Linked DNA regions of Sus scrofa: region 2 is linked to region 1. The links are chromatin contacts, called in public HiChIP or PLAC-seq maps. All regions are on one chromosome and are shown on one strand. Each heading gives the region's core, a stretch centred on a gene start, on an enhancer-like site or on the middle of the called end of the contact. The rest is flanking DNA. Distances are from core to core; before and after follow the strand shown. Region 1 holds the start of SLC43A2 (large neutral amino acids transporter small subunit 4). Region 2 holds the start of PITPNA (phosphatidylinositol transfer protein alpha isoform).

The links. HiChIP or PLAC-seq counts read pairs in DNA pulled down with a chosen protein or histone mark.
Region 2: a contact with region 1 is called in an H3K27ac HiChIP or PLAC-seq map of alveolar macrophages. The contact joins the promoter of PITPNA here to the promoter of SLC43A2 in region 1. A contact is called at or near these places in 5 of 5 promoter capture datasets (fetal liver, fetal skeletal muscle, liver and 1 more), 34 of 47 Hi-C or Micro-C datasets (adipose tissue, alveolar macrophages, blood and 15 more) and 2 of 2 datasets of contacts at active chromatin or transcription factors (alveolar macrophages and skeletal muscle).

The regions. Positions count from the first base shown.
Region 1 is chr12:47,836,910-47,841,022 of Sscrofa11.1, reverse strand. SLC43A2 (large neutral amino acids transporter small subunit 4) reads left to right here and starts at 1,896. Exons shown (of 15, transcript XM_013990000.2): 1 at 1,896-2,034; 2 at 2,924-3,145. The coding sequence starts at 2,986.
Region 2 is chr12:47,783,213-47,787,325 of Sscrofa11.1, reverse strand. It overlaps PITPNA (phosphatidylinositol transfer protein alpha isoform), which reads left to right and starts at 1,939. Exons shown (of 13, transcript XR_001304419.2): 1 at 1,939-2,221.

The sequences.
Region 1 (4,113 bases), core at 647-3,146:
CCGGCTGATATAGCTCCATTTGGACCCCTGGCCTGGGAACTTGCATATGCTGCGGTGCAGCCCTGGGGGGGAAAAAAAGTTTCTGAAGGATTTTAGCAGAGGGCTGATTTACCAAGGTTAGCTTTGCATTTCCCATCATTCACTGAGATGGAGTGGGGTGGAGAGATGGATTTGAGTGGCTGAGATTGGAGGCTGGAGGAACAGCAGATGCAGTGCTAGGGACAGACATGGGCAAATTAGAGAACCACTTAGGAGACAGGGATTGTGGGGGGAAGGAGAGGGAGAATAACAGCAGGTACCGGGATGCTGACGGGATGGTTCACGGTATCCAAGTTCAGAGGGTAGTGGTGCCATTATCTGTAAAAGAATGGGAGGAACAGTTTGCCACGGAGGGGGGAAGTGAACTATTTTAGAGAGGTGTTTGAAATGTTATAGAAATGTGTATGGAACAACTGCCTGGAGACAGCCCTCAAGCAGGTGGCTCTAGGATGGAGGGAGGGGAAGACTGAAGTCTGTCAAGTGACAGCTGCAACCCTCTGAGGCGATGCAGCTCTTCAGGGTGTCGTAACAGGATAGTTGACTAACCAGGAACCCCCAAGCCCACAATGCCAGGTGTGCTTTGAGCAAGGTTGCCAGCGGTAGGTTCAGGGCAGCAGGGGGCGCCCTCGGTCTCGGGGATGTGAAGCAGGATGCTGCTGGGGCTGCCACAGCCCTGGTGTGATAAGCCAGGCTCCCGGAGCTTGCCAAGAAGACCCGAATCTGAGAACCCAAATATGAATCTAAGAGCCGAATCGGGGACACCAACGGCCCACGGAGGTCGGGCCAGTGCCTGAAATGGGGGAGAACCTCCAAATGCAGCTGAACCTCCAGAGCCCAGGCTCCCCCTCTCTTGCCCTGGCTGTTCCTCGGGCATGTCCAGGTCTCTGATCAGACCGGGAACCTGGAACCCTCCCGACCCTACGTGCTCTCCCAGAGTCCTGACTTGTGTTGGCAGCTTGGCATTGCCCACCCCGAAACCCTGCAGAAAGGGCCCTAACCTGAAGATGTCAGGGAACAGGGCGTAAGGGGATGGAGGTGGCGCAGGGCAGTGGGAATGGAGTGGGCAACTCGGGCAGGGAGCACCAAGATGACTGTTCTGGTGGGAGCCCCCGAGGGGACCAAGGAGAACGAAAAATGGGGTGGTGGGGGGAGTGGTCAGAGTCTGGATGGGGTACCTGAGGAAATAGTAACTTAGGAGGCAGACAAGCCCCCAACTCCCACTTGGGGATCCCTGAGGGATCGGGCAGATGGCACCCATAAGGGGGGTCGGTGAATTAGGAGAGAGTCACTCCATGCTTGCACAGATGTCCGGGGATGTGGGATGTGCAGACAGAACCTAGATGGGAGTTGCCGGCAGCAAGAAAGCAAAAAATCAGGACACAAAGCCCAAAGCAGCTAGGAAAGCAGCGGTGCATGGGAAGGAGGCAGTGGAGATGGCGAGAGTGGAAGGACCGAAGTGGAGCCAGAGCATCCGCGTGGTGCCCAAGGCAGCGGGGAAACTGGGGACGACGCAGCCGGCCAGAGCAGAGCAGAGCGCGGGAGCCAGGCTGAATGCTGGAGCCCAAAGTAGTGCGCGAGGGGGACCAGCGTGCAACTGGGGAAGTCCGGGGGCGCCGAAACGCGGAGCAGGGGACCCAATCGAGAGACAGAGCTTCGGGGTGAGCCTCTGGAGGGGCGATGAGGCAATGGCGTTGGGGGTTCCCGGACGGGCGGTGACTACTCTCTAAGGCAGCCGAGCAAAAACTCGGGCCGACGCTGCCCCCCGGCACCCCCCCGCCCCCAGCTCTCTTGTTTGTCTCCTAGTCCGGCCGGAACCGGCTTCTGCTCGCGGCGGGGCGGGCGGGTGGGTGCTGATTGGTTAACGCCTGTTTCCAGCCCCACTCAGCCAATCAGCGCGCGGCAGTGTTTTCATCTTAGGGTCAGAATAAAAGGGCTGGAATAAAAGGGGGGCAGAAAAGGCGCCGGCCGGGCCCGATACACACCAGTAGGAGCTGGGTGAGCTGGGTGAGCTGGATTCTGGGGACCTGGGCTCCGGGCGAGGTAGCTGGCGGGTAGAAGGCTCAAGAGTAAGGGGGTAGGGAGAAGACGTGTGCATATGAAAGGAGAGACACTGAATGGATGAGGAGCCAGCAGGAAAGAGATGACGAATCGAGACGGGAGCAGGGGGATGGAGAGATGGGATCCCACTTCCTTAGAACGAACTAATTGCCAAGGAAACGGCCCAGGCCAGGGGTCGCGCGGGTGGCTCGCGCCGCCGGTTTGAACCGGCTTCGCCTCTCCCATGCGGGGTTCGCGTGGCCGCAGCGCCTAGCGACCTAGACAACAGCCAATGGCAATGCAGTTCCTGTGCCGACAGGCCAATGAGCGGGCCGTGGGCGGGCCGTTTCGGAGCTGTGTGCGCGGATTTTGTGGTTAAGGGAGCAGGGTCTGGGAAAGGGTCTCCTGTGCGGGCGGGCGCCGGTGAGGGTCCCAGGGAGTGGCAGCCCGCAGGTATGCCCTTTCCCAAGTATTCGGACCTCTAACTGCCTCCCCTGTCAGCCCCCAACCTGTGTCAATCCTGATGGGAGCCAGGGCCAATTCCATGTCCCTAAGCAGACGTTAGTCCCTTCTAGTTTCCATGCCTCAGTTTCCCTCCGATTGAGCCGCGGAGGAAATCTCCCTGCTTGGTCCGAGCAGGTCTCCCGGAACTGCGGGCCGGCGGAAAAGCCAGCGGCGGAGAGGGTGGCCCAGAGGACACCAGGGGGACAGGGCTGGGGTTTCATTCGCTGCGCGCTCTTGCCTCCTGGGCGCAGAGGGGTGACAAGCTCCGCGCGCTGCGGCAGCGGCCCGGGTTGGCAGCCTCTGGTCGGCCGAGCCGAGCGCTGACGGCTAAATCTCTGCGCAGGTGCCTGCAGAGCCGGAGCCCGAGCCCGAGCCCGAGCCGCAGCCGGGCCGCCGCGCCGAGCCATGGCGCCCACCCTGGCCACAGCCCATCGGCGCCGCTGGTGGATGGCCTGCACCGCCGTGTTGGAAAACCTCCTCTTCTCGGCAGTCCTCCTGGGCTGGGGTTCGCTGCTGATCATGCTCAAGTCGGAGGGCTTTTACTCCTACCTGTGTTCTGAGCCAGGTAAGACGGGCGCACGGGCTCGCGGGCTCGCGGTGGGTCCCGGAGTGGGGGCTTCGGGTGACGGCGGATTGGCGGTGTAGATCTAGCCAGCGAGACCACCTCACTGCGCAGCACCTCCTAGTTCGCAAAAGGCCCATTTGATCCTAACTCAGCACTGCTGGGTACATAGATAGCGCTATCCCTTTTTGAAGGAACTCAGGCTCAGGCTTGCCTGAGGCCACACAGCTGGGGCCTGTGATAGTTCCAGAATCCCCGAGTCCAGGGTGTTCTTTCCATCACCTGAGAACATGACGAGGCTCCTCTCCTCCCAGGGCCTGGCACACCGCTGGCCTTGCAGTAAACATGTTGCTCTCGGACTGTAAGAAAGAGGAACTCCTGACTCAGTGGCTGGGGTGCAGCAAGAGAGAGGAAGTGGCTTGGCCTCCACCCCAGGGAAGGTTCATCTAGAATCTAGATGTTTTTCAGTCGGGCCATTATGGAGTCTCTTAAGGGCTTGTCAGATACAATTTCTTGTCTATTTTTGCTGCTTTACGATTTTCCAAAGGACATTTCCTCCCACAGGCTGTGAGAACGTCTCAGTGGCCTTCTCCCTCCGTGGGGGGGGAGGGGAAGGGGGGGTATTTATGGAAATGACACTAAGCCTGTCCTCACCCTTTGCCACATGTGGGCGTTGTTGAATGAAGGCTGGGGATGCTTGTCTACCGGAAATCTAAACCCCACCCCTACCTTCACGCCCCTGACCTTGTTTAAAGATCCTGGTTGCTGAAGGTCAGTGGATTCACCCTAACTGTGGGATCCAAGTGGCTCCCAATCTCGACCCTTCTAACCCCTCTTCCTAGGCAACCTTGATAGGACATGTTGCCCTCTGCCCCCTCACTGCCCCCCAACAGTGGCTCCCTAATGGTTGAGCTCAGTAATGTCTCTCTGCCCAGGACCTTTTTCAGCCAGCCCCTGCCCAAGTCCCCTTC
Region 2 (4,113 bases), core at 690-3,189, 54 kb after region 1:
CTGTAGCTGCCAGCCTATACCACAGCCACAGCAACATTGCATCCGAGCCCATCTCGTTGAGAACTCCTGGGAGAGGATTTTATAGGCAAAATTGGGGGTAAGGGCTGCAGAGTGTATGACTTCCTTCTGATTGGTTGGGTGAGGTAATGGGGCGGGGCTCCAGGAATCTTGTCTTCTGCCTGTAGTTACCACCTTCCACCTGTGTGGGGGCCCTGTTCCAGCAGCAGAACTCAAAGGTGTTTTTATGTATATTCCTTGAGGAGGAACCAGAACACTGCCCCAAGACTGCACTATGGTTTCTTGCTGCTCCTCCCTTGTCTCTGTAACCCCTCCCTTCCCAGATGAGGGAATTCAAATTCAGTTGTTTGAACCCACTCTTTGGAACTCAGGGAAGGTCAAGGAGGCTGAAGCCTATTCCCCACAAGCAAGAAAGGCCCCACAGGGTCCTGCTCCGTCTCAGAGTTATTTTCTTTCCTGGCCTAGGTCTGTCTGCCCTGTGTTCTCTTGAAGTCAGTGCTGTCCCCCCCAGCTCCCAGGCCAGAGACCTGGGTGGGTTTGCCTCTCTTTTCTCACTCTCACTCTCTCAGCTAATTCGTCAACAGGTCTAGTTGATTTTACCTCCTGAGTTGCTCCTGAATCCATCTCTCCTTCCTTTTTTTCCCCCAGAGCCAAACCTGCGGCATATGGAAGTTCCCAGGCTAGGGGTCGACAGAGCTGCAGCTGCCAGCCAATGCCACAGCCACAGCCACTTGGGATCCAAGACTCTGTGAACTACAACACCGCTCACAGCAACACTGGATCCTTAACCCACTGGGCGAGGCCTGGGATGGAACCCGCATCCTCATGGATACTAGTCGGGTTCATTACCACTGAGCCACAGTGGGAACTCCCATCTCTTCTTTTCCCCCCTTTCCCACCACTATCAGAGCCCACCTCTACCTGGACTTAGGCAGAGGCCTCCCTACTGGTCTCCCTGCCTCTGCTCTGATTCCCTAGGTCCCCTTTTCATCCAGCTGTCAGAGTGAGCCTGACAGCAAACTTGCTTAAAAGCCATAAATGCCCAACCCTGCCCTTAGGATGGACTCCAAACACCTTTTCACTGGCCAGGAACCGCATACTTTGGGTCCAACCCGCTCCCATCTCCTACTGTGCCTCAACCCCCAAATTTGATTTTTGGCCTCAACCACAGTATGCAGAAGTTCCCTGGGCCAGGGATCGAACCCATGCCACAGCAGTGGCCAAGCAACATGCCAAACCGCTGCAGTGACAGCGCCAGATCTTTAACCCCCCTGAGCCACAAGAGAATTCTAATATAGTTTTTCTTTATTTTCAAAAAAATTTTTTTTCCCTCTTTTTATGGCCTCATCTGTGGCACATGAAAGTTCTCCAGCTGGGGTCAAATCAGAGCTACAGCTGAGGCCTACGCCACAGCAACGCCAGATCTGAGCTTCATCTGCGACCTATGCTGCAAATTTACAGTGTTGTGTTAGTTTCAGGTGTACAGCAAAGTGAAATATATATACATATATACGCTCTTTTTCAGATTCCTTTCTCTTATAGGTTATTGCAAAATACTGAGTACAGCGCTATTCAGTAAGTCTTTATTAGTTATCTGTTTTGTACACAGTAGTGTGTATATGTTAATCCCAAACTCCTAATTTATCCCTCCCAATTATTAATATTTTTTGACACAGCCTTTTCCTAGATTTCAAACCACACCACCCTGGAGGCCCATCCCTACAGGGGCATCCCATCCTGCTGCAGTCACCTCTAGGACCCTGCGGGCCCTCTCCCCTCGGCTCCGCCTACCGCCAGGGTCTTGCGCATGCCTGGGGTCCACCCCGGACGCGGATGCTCAGGCCCAGGCCCATTTAAGGACGGGAGGGGGCGGGCCGGGAAGGCTCCGCCTCCGCCCTGAGGTCAGCGCGCAGCGCTGCGTGTGACGCTCTGGTTGCCGCAGAGACGCCCCGCCCCGCGCGGCGCTGCGGAACCGGAGCTCCGGGCGGCGTCGGCAGTGGCGCGGGAGGTGGCGAGGCCAGGGCGGCAGGAGCCGGAGCGGCTACCGCAGCGAGAGCGGCGGCGACAGAGCAGACCACAACGAAGGCGCACAGGCAGCCGAGCCGGGCCACGGGGAGAGCGGCCGCCGGGAAGCGGGCAGGAGGCTGGGCGGGCAGCGGGCAGCTGCCGAGCCGCGAAGCGACATGGTGCTGCTCAAGGAGTAGTGAGTGTCCAGCCGGCGGTGCGGGAGCGAGGAGGGAGGGAGAGCCGAGGATGACGACCAGGGAGGCTGATAGTCTAGCAGAAGGGATGCAGCGGCCGGACGGGGCCCGACGGAATGGAAAGCCCTGGATAGGCTTGTTGGGCGGCACAGCAAGGGGCGAGGGGGACAGCGAGGGCCGGACAGGGCCCGAGGTGGGCCCGACGGGGATAGAGAAGGACAGACAGCACCTGAGGTGGGGTCCAAGGGGCCGTGAAGGCCAAATAGGCTTGAGGAGAGGCCGCGGGGACAATGAGGGCCGGACAGGCCTGAGATGAGGTCAAGGGGACAGGGAGAGCCGGACAGGACATGGGGGGCTGCTGAGGGGAGCGGGAGCACGGGGTAAGATGTGGGGTGGTCCTAGAGTGAAGGCTGAGAGAGGCAAGAGGCAGCCAGAGCTGCAGGAGTGGCAGAGTGTACCCAGAGAGAGGGAGGAGTTGTCTGAGCCTATGAGGAAAGGCGGACAAGGGCAGGCAGGGCCAGGGTGCCGGCCAGTGGTGGGAAAGGGTTTGGGGCTGAACAATACCAAGGGGCACTGGGAGATCAGAAAAGACAGCTTCCAGAATGGAGTTGAGATGATGGGGAAAGAGTGTTGAGGGTAACCTGGGGTATGAGGAGTGGCTGCCTTGGGCATTAGGAGGGTGGTGATCAGTAGACACAGGAAGACGACTGGGGCTGAGTGACAGGGGAAGAGTCTAAGGAGTTAGCAGAGGGGACTGGTTGCCTGACATGATGCCCAGGTGGTGGGCACAGAGGCGGAAGTATTTGGAGTTGGCGGCGCAGGCGGGGAGGGGAGCTTAGGATGTTTGCTTGGAACTTGGAGACGCTTGGGTGAGGAGTCCCGGACATAATGGCCAGGGATAGGGGACAGGGCCAACATGGCCCTGGGGGATTCTCAGTCTTGGTGCAAAGAGATGGGGAAACTGTTTTGAGGAATTATTTTCATAAAGCCATTGACTGAGGAAAGACAGTGAGAGTGAAGGAGTTTCTGAGGAGTGATGCAGAGGCGGGGGGGTTAGCGAGTGACTTCTGGTCAGAGTTTCAGGGAGATGAGCTCGCTCCTGAAATCCAGCGCACTGGGTGACAGGTGGGGATGTTTGTGTGGCTAAATCAAATACGAGGTGACCCATTCCTGAAGCTCCTGGTTCCAAGTAGTCATCTAAGGACTTTTTTCTTCAAAGAGGAGAGATTGGCAGGGTGGGGTGGGGAGGTAGAGCGAGGGATTGGATGTGTACTTTTATTTATTTGTTTACGTATTTTTTTGTGTGTGTCTTTTTTGTATTTTCTTGGGCTGCACCCGCAGCATATGGAGGTTCCCAGGCTAGGGGTCGAATCAGAGCTGTAGCCGCCGGCCTACGCCACAGCCACAGCAACACGGGATCCGAGCCGCGTCTGCGACCTACACCACAGCTCACGGCAATGCCGAATCCTTAACCCACTGAGCAAGGCCAGGGATCAAACCCGCAACCTCGTGGTTCCTAGTGGGATTCGTTAACCACTGAGCCACGATGGGAACTTCTGGATGTGTACTTTTAGAACTTTCTGTGAAACTGTGCCTCCCTGGAGGGGAGGGCAAGTGAGCAGCCTCGGGCCAGAAGCCCGGGAAGCGCGGAAGTGGGAGATGTCCGGGTGAGAGCAGCTGGTGGAGCTCACTCAGCAGCGAGCAGGTGCGTGGAGAGCTGTTTCCATTTTGTCAGGGAGGGGACTTTGCCCCCTCGCATCTGGCTCTGCTCCTTGGAGGTTGCATAGGGCATTTGGGACATGGTGTGGAGCTTTGGATAGCAAAGGGAACAGAGACCCAGGTGTCATCTCAGCCTGACACCTCAGCTGAACAGCATTATTTCAAAGCCCCTCCA